Regions from separate parts of the Mus musculus genome. Here region 1 is linked to region 2. Evidence: chromatin contacts called from public Hi-C data. All regions are on one chromosome and are shown on one strand. Each heading gives the region's core, a stretch centred on a gene start, on an enhancer-like site or on the middle of the called end of the contact. The rest is flanking DNA. Distances are from core to core; before and after follow the strand shown.

Region 1 (6,168 bases), core at 1,064-3,563, 160 kb before region 2:
AAGTGGGCACCAGCCATGGTTTGTGTGCTATCGCACATGTGTGGTCAGAGAATTATACATGGTGAATTACAGGTGTTGGTCTTCACCTCGTATCTTGTTTAAGACAATGTCTCTTTGGTGTTCACAGCTAAATATGCCAGGCAAGATGGCTGATGAGCTTTCAAAGAGCCTCCTGTCTCTATCTTCCATTTCTCTACCGAAGCCTTAGGATTACAGACACGCACCTGTCTTCACATGGGTTCTGGAGATTCAAACTCAAGTCTGTATGTGTAGCATGGTCTTTCTCCTCACTGAGTCATCTTTCCAGTGCTATTTTTTAATTGCAATGAGTCAGGGATAAGGATGAAGCTTGGAGTAGCAGGGTCCCTGTCATCCTTTTAAAGCCAAGAGACAGGAGGACATGGAAGAAGGCAGTCTCCCCTCTCCCTCAGAAATCTCTCTTTAAAAAAAAAAAAGAATTAATTTTACTTATTCATTTTACATCCTGATCACTGCCCCCTCCTGGTCACCCCCTCCCACAACCCTCCCCCCATCCTCCCATTCCCTTCTCCTCTGAGCAGTTGGGGACCATATAGGTATCCCCCAAACCCTGGCACTTCAAGTCTCTGCAGGACTATATACATCCTCTCCCACTGAGGCCAGGCAGGCAGGCCAGCTAGAAGAACGTATCCACAGACAGGCAACAGCTTTTGGGGTAGCCTCTGCTCCAGTTGTTTGGGACCCATATAAAGACCAAACTCTACATCTTTTATGTAAGTGCAGGGAGACCTCGGTCCAGCCCATGTATGTTCTTTGGTTGAAGATTAGACTCTGAGAGTCCCAAGGGTCCAGATTAGTTGATTCTGTTGGTCTATGAAAGAAAGCAGTCAGGTGTGTATAAAGTTATTCTTCAAGTCACCTTCTAATTCTTCAGAAAGTGGCTTGCTCTGAACATAAGTCCATTGTTTCTTTTAAGCTTTAAGTATTCATACTGTAATATGGGACATCATAGAAAATGAATAACTTAAATTATACCTACTTTCAAATCTACTGTGAAGTTTAAGATTAAAATGACTTATTTACCATACTGCCTTTAGGTGAGCCCTGAATTTCCACAACCCAGCCCTAGGAGCTTGTCTCTGTACCTGCCTGATGCTCACAGTTGCTGTCCTGGGGGGCTGCAGATCACCCCACAATCAATAGTACCATCTCCACTCAGTCTGTCTGCACTAACTCTCATTGTTTTCAATAGATCCACTACTTTCGTGTTTGGGGGAAACAGGACAACTTTGAGTGGTTCCACAATGGTTCTAAGTTGGTGCCTAATAAAACAATATGCTGTTTCTAATCGCTTTGGGAAATGGTCTCCTAAGGCAGAGTCTAAAGTCAGGACAAAGAGACAGGCTCCTACTCCCGGAGCCATTGGGAAGCATCAGGTGACAGATGACAATTCTCAGGAGACTCAGCTATTCAATAATTTGGTGTTTGTGCTAGTGAACATCTTCAAAGTGAAAAATTAATTTCCCCTTTGGATTATGTTAGATACAGTTTCTAAAGCTGAAGGTTTCCATACCATCCTAGATCCACTTGTCCTCCTAGATTGAATGAAAACATCACATGGTTGTCTCCAACAACACATAAAAATAGATGGAAAAAGTCGTTGTTTCCCATGATTTTATTAACATTCATTTTTCTGTTGTTTGCATGCTTTTGTGTCCATGTGTCTGTGCATGTTTGAGCGCACAAAGGTCACCCTTAAGCATCATTTCTCAGAAGCTATCTACTTTGTTTCTGAAATTGGTTTCTTGCTGGCCTGGGGCTTTCTGCATAAGCTAGGCTGACTGACCAGCAAGTCCCTGAGCCCTTCCTAGAGCGTGTACCACCACACTCGGCTTTTAAAACTCCTAGGTTCTGTGAATCAAAATCTGGTCCTCTTGCTGCAAGGCTAAGCTACCTCCCAGGCACTTCCTTGTTAACCTTCTTCGTGGTAATCTTTAGTTAAAGAAGAAAGAAGGGACCAAGGGACGTAGAGACAGAGGTATTTAGTATTAGGCATTAAAATGAAAGTTAAGTGGTTTATTTTAGGGAGAAAGCATAGATTTCTCTTTAAAGCTTCCAAAAAACAAACAACCAAAACCAAAACCAAAACCAAACCAAAACAACAAAATTCTACACACTTCTAAAACTTCCAAATAATTACACAAAGCTTTCAAACTGGAGGCAAAGCCCTGGGATTTTAAACCCATTCTGCATGAGATGGAAGTCAAGCCTGTCCATTTGCATCTGTTGCTCTAAATAAGGCCTGCTATAGAACAGCAGGGACAAAAGGCCTTTCTTGATCTGTCCAGCTGCCTCCCACTCTTGCCAGAGCATCTCTGGGTGGAGGCTACAGTCTGTGGGGCACGCCAGAGGAGCATGAAATCAACCAGAGCTTTGACCTCTCACTGCTCCCGGCCCAGCCAGCCTAGCCAGACTTCCAGCTCTGAGCATGGCTGTCCAAGCTCCTTTCAGCCAGCTCTGCACACAAGACAGCCTCTGGACAGAAGCACATTCCGAACTGGGAAACACTCAACTTCAGCTTCCTCAGCCCTAATCAAGCAACACTGTGGGGAATTTGCTGCCGCTGAGGGACGGGTTACAGGGAGAAATTTATCATGCCTTTGCAAGGTGTGCCGAAGACAGCAACAAGTCACTAAGTTACTCTGGTGATAAAATACACCGTAAACTGGGTGGGGTGGAATATATTTCTAATCCCAGCTCCTGGGAGACAGAGGCAGGAGGAGTCTTACAAACTCTAGGTCAGCTTTTTCTATATAGTGAATTCTAGGCCAGCCAGGCTACTACACATCGTGGGTATGATTTCATATTTATATTTTACTACCCACCCCATCCCCCAAAGGACAGATAATGTAGACAACAAGTTTTAACCCTGACTCTAAGGTAATTAAGGCTTAGAACATTTTTAGTTTGGGACCATTCTTTGTCAACTACATCATCTCCTCAACTACATCATCACGCCATAGAGTGAAGAGGAGAAATATAGAGAATAAAATGAACCAGATATTTCAAAAGGAAAGGAACACTTGAACACAACCACGCAAAACCCAGGAAACCATAATTAACAGCTTCCTGTAAAGGATGGAGGGTAGCTAGCCGAGCTATTAAATGAGCAATGTGGTGTGCAGAAAGGCTAGTTGGGCTATTAAATCGATGTGGTGTGCAGAGAGGGCCGTAAGGGGGATTTATTGTTGGCAGGAGAGCTTTAAGACTGGCATTTCACAACTTCAGTGCTTTTAACTTTATATTCAGACAATTCCATTCCTACAGTTAAACAAAGCTGACATATGATAAAATCAATACTATTGCAGGTAAGGAGGGGGAGGATGCACAAATGAATTTCATTGATGGGAAGAGAACTGTTTGAGAAGATTTATGTTTGTGAATATATGTTTCTGAGAGGATGGGGAAAGGACATTGACTATCCAAGTTGAACATCAGCTGCTGCAGTAGCTACAAGTCACATACTTGTCTTTGTGTAACCCCCAAGCCAGGCGGGACTTGGTACAGTGGCAGAGAAGACAAACTAGACATAGCCTAGCTATGAGCATTCTGTAAAATGCTCTCAGGACTCTTCATGTGTTTGAATTATCAGCAGTACCTAAGCCAAAATTTAGTTTAGAACATGCTTCTTTGTAACAAATTGCTGTAGTGATTTTTAAAATCACAGCCATCACTAAGGAAGTGATGACAGCCAGCTATATTTAAGTAAGAAATATAAAATAAAGCTAGGGATAGTTGTCTTGTGCCTCCTTAACATTACTACCTCACGTATATTTTAAGAGTTGGAAAAAGTGTCAGAAACATAAAACACAGAATCATATAGTCACTCTCCCCACCGCTAACTACAGTTTTAGTGTCTTGAAGAAATCTTAACTAAACAGTAGGGCCATTCTCAAGAGCAAAAAAACCTAAATATAATATTCACTCTCAAAAATGATCTAGTGTCTATCTCTCTCTATCCCACGATAGTAACCAACTTGTTTATGAATAATTTATCTCAAACCAGTAGACAATTGCATCATGTGTCCAGGAGTATAGCCAATTCTTATTTCACACTACCCACTTGAGACACCCAGGCAACAATGAGCACTACTCTCTGAAGGACATCAACCAGTAAAACATTTAAGTTATATTTTAAGTTGATGAACTTTGGACTCCCCTCCCCTCCCTCCCAGTGTATATTGAGCCAAACAAAGAATTTCCAATAAGAGGGTACTGTGGCCAGTTGACAAAATGACCAGATTTTTGCTGACATAGTTAATACAGTCAAATTCATAGGCTCTAGAATGACTTAGAAGACAAGCTGCAGGGTGTGCCTGTGAGGGGGTTGTTAGACTGGGTTAAATGAGTTGGGAAGACTCAGAAATGGCTGGTACCACCCCATGGGCTGGAGTCCTGGACTGAATTAGGGAAAGAAAACGTGAGCTGAATAACAACAGTCCTGTGCATTTCTCCTTCATGGGAAGACTCGATGTGAACAGGCACCCCAAGGGCTTGCAGCCACGTCTGCCGCCATGATAACTGTACCATGGAACTGGAAGCCAGTACACACTCGTCTTCCCTTAAACTGCTTTTATGAGGTCTTTGGTTGTACCAAAGAGGAAAATTACTAACTGGAATACCCACTCTGTGTAGATAGGGACTCTATCATAGTTTATATTAAAATTACAAAATAGGTATTAAATAATAGATTTGATCTCTTCAAATGACCCCACAAAGGTTCTTCAGAAAAGCAAGAACCATCTTCCCAAGGAAGATTCTGATGAGCAGGTATTAAGGGATTTACTGCACGTGGTGGGCAATAGTAACTTTGTGGAGAGGTATCAGGGACAGGTCCAGTCTGACTCTTTTGGATGGACTGTAGGTATCTTGTGTTTTACAGGAACCATGGTCTGGTTTAGAAGAGGTCCAGCGAATCCTCGCCTATTCAACTAGAGCAACCTCTGAGGGAAGTGGTGTCTTTCAGATCACACGGATGTGAGCTATTCCTTCATATACTGACGGCTTGAGATGAGAACAAAGTTGCTGCATGAAATAGCATTTTCAGCCACGACTGCCAGTAGCTGCCATGTGCTACCCATACTCTGTACTCTGCTCTCAGTTAAGTCCTTGAAAACAGTCTCTTCTTTAATTATCATCTCAATACTATAAAGTCAATGTTATCTCTATTTCAAGGGTTAGAAACTTTAGTCCCCACAAGATTATACAATTTGTCCAAAGTCAAGGAACTGAGTGTAGACCTATCAATTCTTATGATTCTGAAGGAGTTAGGGGGAGGAGGGAGAGAGTGGGTGTTATCAAAGCATGTTGTATGCACATAGGAAATCCTCATGGAATTAATGGAATATTAAGAACTTTACAGTTATTTTTCTTGGAATGCATCCTACTCGGTGATGTGAGTAGCTAATGATAATGAAAAGGAGTTAAATGCTGTATTTCTAATGGTGTTTCTTTCCTAAAGGCTCTTTTGTTGAAGACATCTTTTTAAGGAACTGATGAGATGCAAACAATGTGCTTTATTTGTGGAGAGAATGAGAGTAAATGGACTCAAATGGTTAGTGGCTGAACAACAGCCAGAGGGACAAGTCCACCGAAGACCTCCAGCAGACTCAAAATCCACTCACCTTTCCTATCCTACATTTCCCATGTCATTTCATTTTAAGAAAAAAAAAGTTCCTCTTTCTCTGAAACACCCCTTGTTCTGAGGAGCTCCTTAAGGGACAGAAGCGCCTTTTGCCTTTCATTACCACTCCCTCCCCAAAGTTTTCACTTGAATAAGAGCCTTGCACACTCTATAACATTTGAGTCAATAACAACACACATATGTCACAGTGGACTGTTGTAGGGAGCTGGAAGTTTCCTGCTGCCCAGTGACACTGAAGTGCTATGCAGGCTGGTGGCAGCACTGGTACAAATAGCCCAGTGTGCTGCTGGCCACATGAAAGCAGGGCACACACAGATGCACAGCATAAGACTTGGTGGCGAATACCTGCCACTTGTTTGCATGTTTACAACATTGTATTTTTTAATCAATATTTTAGAATGTATAGAAGTTAACTGTAAGTCAGTCACAGACAAGTCAAGTCCTTCAGGAGGGATTTTGAAAAAGATTTTGCAGTCCTTGAAGAC
Region 2 (6,398 bases), core at 3,689-6,188:
ACAGAAGTTATTACAGAGATCTGCACCTTGTCAAAATGCAAGCAATAAGTGAGTAGGGGGTGCCTAACCCCAATTGGAGGATCTACACAACCCTGCACCTAAGGCTCAGAGAACATTTTTATCAAAAGAGAGGTATAAAGGGACTGGAGGGATGGCTTGGTATTTAAGAGTACCTGCTATTCTTACAGAGGACCTGCGTTTGAAACTCAGAGCGCCTGCCTACGTGATGGTTAACAATCATCTGACACTCGCAGTTCCAGGTGATCTACTACCATATTCTGACTTCACAACTGTGGATGTGTCTGTGTTCATTTTACACTTGGCTACTTAGTATTGGGAAAAGTATTAGGTTCATTCATAGAGAAAACTAATTCTCCCTCCTCTATCACAATTGACTGCCTATAGCACTTCATTTAGAGATGGGACCAGATCATGTGAAATTATGCTTCTATCCCTGTTGGCATATTGACTGGTGTAGTACCTGCAGGTCTTCTATAGGCTGCCATATTGTTTAGAGTTCATGAGTACAGCATCTCTATCATGTCTAGAAGATATTATTGAAGAATACTCACCTGTTCCTCTAGTTCTTACAATCTTTCTACCTCCCCTTTAAAGTGTGTTTTTCCTGAATGTATGTATGTATGTATGTATGTATGTATGTATACCATGTGCATGCCTATTACCCACAGATGTCAGAACATGGTAGTTAGGTTACGTGGAAGGAGTTGGAGGTGGTAGAGGGTGGCACAGAAATGATACAAATACTTGGGTACACACGCGCGTACACACACACACACACACACACACACGGGATATACTATAATATATACTTAGGTAGAAAGTCTCAAAACAGTAAAATAGTAAAAGGAATATATTCAGTAATTAATGAAATTACAGAATTTCTGTTAGAGAACTCTCATTTTAAAGCACATTTTCAAAATCTATACAAAAACAATTATAAACATCAAACAGATTTTAATCACTATTTTAGTGGGCAATAGTAATTATCTCTGGCAAATAACATAAATCAGCTGTACTAGATTATATGAACAGTCATTGATGCAAGTTTGGAAGTAAGTTGCTTTTTTAAAAAATTTTTAAACTCAGTATTCTGTTAAGTAGAAAACTGGCAGATGGCATTATCTTGAAATTCTGCTGTGTCTCCTCACTTCTTCCAACAACACATAAAAGATTTATATTCCAGCAGGAACAAAGAACAATACAAGTAAGAATCAAGGGGTTTTCCTCAATAGCTAACGTAGTGAATTTTCAGATGGGTGAGAGTAACTGTTCTTCAACATGAGCACACCGTGTGGCTTGCTGCTCAGGATTCTGTATATAAAACAATAAGCATTCATGGTCATGAATGAAAATGAAACCCAGGTGTCCTGTCTTCCATTCTAGGATTCTTTCATTGTGTTCTGAAGTCTACATGTAATACGCAAACTCAAAAATTAGATGTAGTAAAATATGTAACACTGAAACTATGCTAAACATAGCTCCTTCCTGGAAACTCTGAGGAGGGCATTGATGATGATACCCACAAATGCAAAGCAGCAGCTAATGGGAATCTGAGTACAAGTCAGCGTGCAGGCCCTGTACTAACAGCAGCAAATGCCAAACTATGAATAACTCAGCCTGTAAAATCTAGGTTCAATCATAAAAAATAATATAAGTGGGAGAGGATGACTAGCTCTTATATAATCACTTCCTCATTTGCTTATATAAAATTTAACTATATTTTTGTATATCCTCTTCTGACTGAATTTCTGTAACAATTTCAGTTCTCATTTTTATAATAAATGAGCCATCTCTTACTGTGACAATTTATGAAGGAAGACACATGAGGACTGAAGTACAACTGGGGATATAGCTATCAGAACCAATATAAAGTCAGCTATGGTGGTGTATACCTGTAAGCCCAGCCAGCCTCAGAGACAGGCAGACCCTTGAACCTCGCTGCCCATAGTCTAACCTACTTGGGGTGTCCCAAACCAGTGAGAGTCCCTGCCTCCTCCCCCAAAACGGTGAATGATGGACATCTTAAGGCTGTCCTCTGTTCTCCACATGCACATGTATAAATTTTTATATATACACACCAAACAAACAAGCCACAAACTATATTATCTTATTAAAAATAGTAAAATGAATTCTAGTGATATGGCTAGTGGGTGCTTGCTGCTAAGCCTTACAACCTGAGTTCAATTCCTGGGATTCAAAGAGTAGGAGAAAACTGATTCCAAATTGTACACTCTAACAATCAAATGAACAGTCACCAGAAACAGAGTGTAATGCTAGAAACTCCCCCAAAGAGAAGGCCTCTGAACAACACTTGTGAGGGTAACCTGGAGATGCATCAGTATTTATCTAAACACACTTTTGGTCTCATTAAACAAGAATTGCTTGAGCTGTTGAAGAGCTCCAAGTCTCACTTAAACTGCAAGTGCTTATTCCAGAACACATGAAGAACGCGAGAGGCTCCTGATGGAAACAACATCTCCTGCATGTAGTTTACTGCTGGACACTTCAGAAGTTAAAGCACTCTGCGCTAAAATAACCATAGCTGTATTACATGCTAAGTATAAAATCCATATGTGAATATAAGGTGACACTGGCAAAAAAGCAGTAACAACAACAAAACCTGTCCTTACTTGTCCTAGCAGGTACATGTTTCTTCCCCAACAAAAGAATATGGAACACAATTTGAAGCTGCTCTAGAAGCCACAATAACTCTTCTAGTTGGATTTCACATTGGCTTTTAAAGGAAATCTCTAACAGAAAGCCAGAAGACAAGTAACCTTTAGGAAAGCCATTCAAGATGAGTACTTGTATTTCACAAGCCTTTTAGAAATGATGGAATGTTGCAACTTGCCTTAGAAAAAACAGAAGAGCCTGATGTCATACTAATATTTCTGTGTGTGTGTGTGTGTGTGTGTGTGTGTGTGTGTGTGTGTGTGTGTTCATATACACACAGGTGCACATGTACTTACATGCATGCTAAATGGTTCTTTTAGACAAAATAATAGCTAAAGTGCTAGACAATAATGAATCTGTCAAAACAAAACAAAACAGAAAACATAACCTTCACTAGTATAGAAGGTGCTAGCTTTCCCGTTAGGCACATCAAAAGGGGCAGGGACCCAGTGGACTGCAAGAGGCATCATTTGTCAATTTGAAAAGCCCCTCCTAGGAAACATACCAAGGTGTAGAATTAGCATCCATGTTGGAGCAGAGAGAGGGAACTCAGAGCTTACTCGGCTTACGCCATGGCTGGCTACACTTTACATAGTCGGAGACCCAGGAAAATCAATAAATCGGGGACCAGCTTATGATGTTCTTAACAGATTTCAAATGGGATGTCTAAAGCAGGGAGTCCTTAAAAGGAACGAGAATGTCATCGATTCTAAGTCTGGGCTGAAACCAATACATGGAACCAATTCAGATAAACCAGTTGGCCAGGATCAGCAACAACTATTCTGAACTGACTCCAAGCCCCCCTCCACACACACACATATACACACACTCAGATGAACATAAAATATTGAGTATTCATTGAGCTTGAATATATGAGTCACTGAGAGACCTACTGGAAGCAAATGAGGCCACAACTTGAGATCCATAGATTTTTAGACTGTTGATACTGGTTAACAGCCAGGGAGAAATGTACTTTCTCATGATGGCATGGAATCAAAATACCCACACCTTTTCTCATCAAATTCAAACAACAGGCTAGTCACTTCCAAATCAGAGATCACAGCACATTATTTTACTGGTTGACTTTCGTTTTTTTGTTTGTTTTTAAAAAATGTACCAAAGTCAGTAGGGAAGCACATTGCTCCAATTCTATCACTGGGAGAAATACTGTCAGCTTAAGGCCAGCCTGGGCAATTAAGTTAATTAACCTCTACTACATAGTAGGTTCTAGGTTAACCTTAGCTACATAGCAGGACCTTATCTCTATCTCACATATACACAGTCTTAGTTAGGTAGACTTTCTATTGCTGTGAAAAGACACTATGACCACAAGAAGTCTTATAACTGGGGCTGGCTTACAGTTTCAGAGGTTCAGTCCATTATCTTCATGGTGGGAACCACGGCAGCATGCAGGCAGACATGTGTTGGAAAGGTAACTGGGAGTTCTACATCTAGATCCACAGCCAACAGGAAGAGAACTGGATTAAATTTACGAGCCCTCAAAGACTGTCGTAACACAGTTCCTCCAACAAAACCACACCTTCTCCAACAAGGCCATACCTATGGACCAAGTGTTCAAATAAGTGAGTACAGGGGCCATTCCTATTCAAACCTCTACACACACACACACACACACACACACAGTCTGGAAGATGACTCAGCAGAAGGCACAAGCCGCCAAGCATGATGCATGATGATCTGAGCTCAGTCCCTGGATCTACATAAGAGAAGGAAACCACCAACTTCCACAGAGGTCCCCTTACCTCCCCATACATGCATGGCATGTGTATGCCCTCACACATACATACACACATACATATACATACATACATACATGTATACACACATACATATACATACATACATACATGTATACATTCATACATGCATATATGAATGAAAAGTTTTTTTTAAAGACCATATGTATCATCAACTTCAGGGCAAAAAAGATATAAAATCAGTTATTAATTTATTGTATGATCTGCACATGTTCCATATAAAGGTCAATGGTCCATGTCAATCATTCATGTCCTTGCCATTTAAATATAAAATATCATCTATAAAATATTATGTACAAAATGCTGCTGAAATTTAAAGATGACACACTTATTACCAAGATGTGTACTTAAAACAAAATTTACTACTGATGGTCCCTGCAGAAGTGCACATGCTCTGAGCAGAGCTAATTCACTCAAGACTGTGGTGTAAGAGGGTCAGATTCTGTTGGCAGAAATTCCACTGCCAGAAAAACTGAATGTGGTTTAGAAGTGAATGCCAAGGGCTATGAAGAGCCCGACTGTTCGAGCTCTGAGACTAAACACTCAGGAAGTTTAATGCATGAATGTGACAAGGAAAGGGCATGGCTGAAAAACATGCAACAAAAGTCAATTGGACAGTATCAGATTAACCATCATTTCAGTCTAGAAAGAGCCAGAGAGACCAGAGTCAGCAGATGTCGATTCCTCCACATCCTTTCTTATCTGATGGAGCATAACCATTGTATGTTATAAATCAAATCCCAAAGTTGGCTGGTCCTGAGAACTCTACATGAGATAAACTATGTGAAGAAATGTTCATGACAACAAACTGTTGCCTGCTTGCTTGGCAGGGAGCAACAGTGCTTCTCTCCACGGCAAATCAAGCCTGAAGCTTTCTTGGGAGTGTTCTGATAGCATGTAGACAAATTCCCAATTTCTTAATAGCGCTATCCCATAGGTACAGAAGGTCACCAAAGGTTGGCTTTTTTCCCTCTCTTTTCCTTTTAGTTAAAATCTGTCCAAAAATAGCTTCCTTAAGTCAATAGTTTTAACAAACAATCCAGATCAGTTGATAATAGCAGTAGTTAAAAGACTTCTCACAAAGGCTATAGGGATGGCTCAGTGGTTAATAGTACTTGCTGCTTTGAGGACCCATATAGTGACTTACTGTCTATAACTCCAGTTCCAAGGGATAAAAGCCTTGTAACCTCTACAGGCATCAGGCACATGAGTGATATCAGATATACTTACAGGTGATCACTTACAAAATTAAAACAATAGTTTAAATTTAAAAAAAGACAAAGATCTCACAGCTTGGGAAGATAGTAGAGATGGAAAATGCTTACAAAGAAAGAATGAGAATGGACCTAAGTTATTCCCAGCACCCATGTAAAAAGACCAGGTACTCACCAACACCTGGGGAGTAGAGCCTCCTTGGAACTTCCTAACCAGGCAACCTAGCTAACTTGGTGAGCTCCAGCAACTAGGGTGACACTTTGAAAACCAAGGTGGCTCCTGACGACAGCAACTGAGTTTGACTCCTGGCTTCCAAGTGCACACATGTGCACACATACTCATACCCAGGCACCTACAAATACACATCAGTGCACACATCAAAACACACATGCACACATACACATGTTTTACACTAATAACAATTTAAAATAATAAAATGAAGAAAGAGGTGTCATTCTTCAGTTGAAAAAAGATCTTTTTAATAATTGACATTTTAAGGTAGCATATGATTTCAACTTAACCAAACAGTCAACACAAAATCCACTGCAGAGGAAAAATTCATATGTACTAAACAAATTTCTAGTAATATAATTAAAGACTTCAAACAAACAAACAACAACAATAAAAACACTTCAAGGCAGGTGAGGTGGCTCAGTAAGCAAGTGTTTGCCTGGCAGACTGATGACCTGAGTCCTGGGACCCCTGTGAAAG

Evidence for each region. Hi-C and Micro-C count contacts between places; a contact is called where the count stands out from the background.
Region 1: a Hi-C map of cortical glia shows a contact between it and region 2, with 1.7 times the contacts expected there. The contact joins two enhancer-like sites. A contact is called at or near these places in 10 of 39 promoter capture datasets (the 3T3-L1 cell line, 3T3-L1-derived adipocytes, the C10 cell line and 5 more), 4 of 484 Hi-C or Micro-C datasets (brain, cortical glia, cortical neurons and 1 more) and 1 of 9 other capture datasets (embryonic stem cells).

What each region holds. Positions count from the first base shown.
Region 1 is chr6:8,443,251-8,449,418 of GRCm38.p6, reverse strand. No RefSeq gene overlaps it. Among named protein-coding and RNA genes, the nearest start is that of Gm26075, 55 kb to the left of the region's middle. Within about 2 kb of position 2,313, at least 77 of the 459 cell types and tissues checked have an H3K27ac peak or open chromatin away from gene starts, as enhancers often do. A contact at or near this core is called in cortical glia, where this site is marked.
Region 2 is chr6:8,284,306-8,290,703 of GRCm38.p6, reverse strand. All of the region lies in intron 2 of Umad1 (UMAP1-MVP12 associated (UMA) domain containing 1), which reads right to left. Among named protein-coding and RNA genes, the nearest start is that of Umad1, 28 kb to the right of the region's middle. Within about 2 kb of position 4,938, at least 17 of the 459 cell types and tissues checked have an H3K27ac peak or open chromatin away from gene starts, as enhancers often do. A contact at or near this core is called in cortical glia, where this site is marked.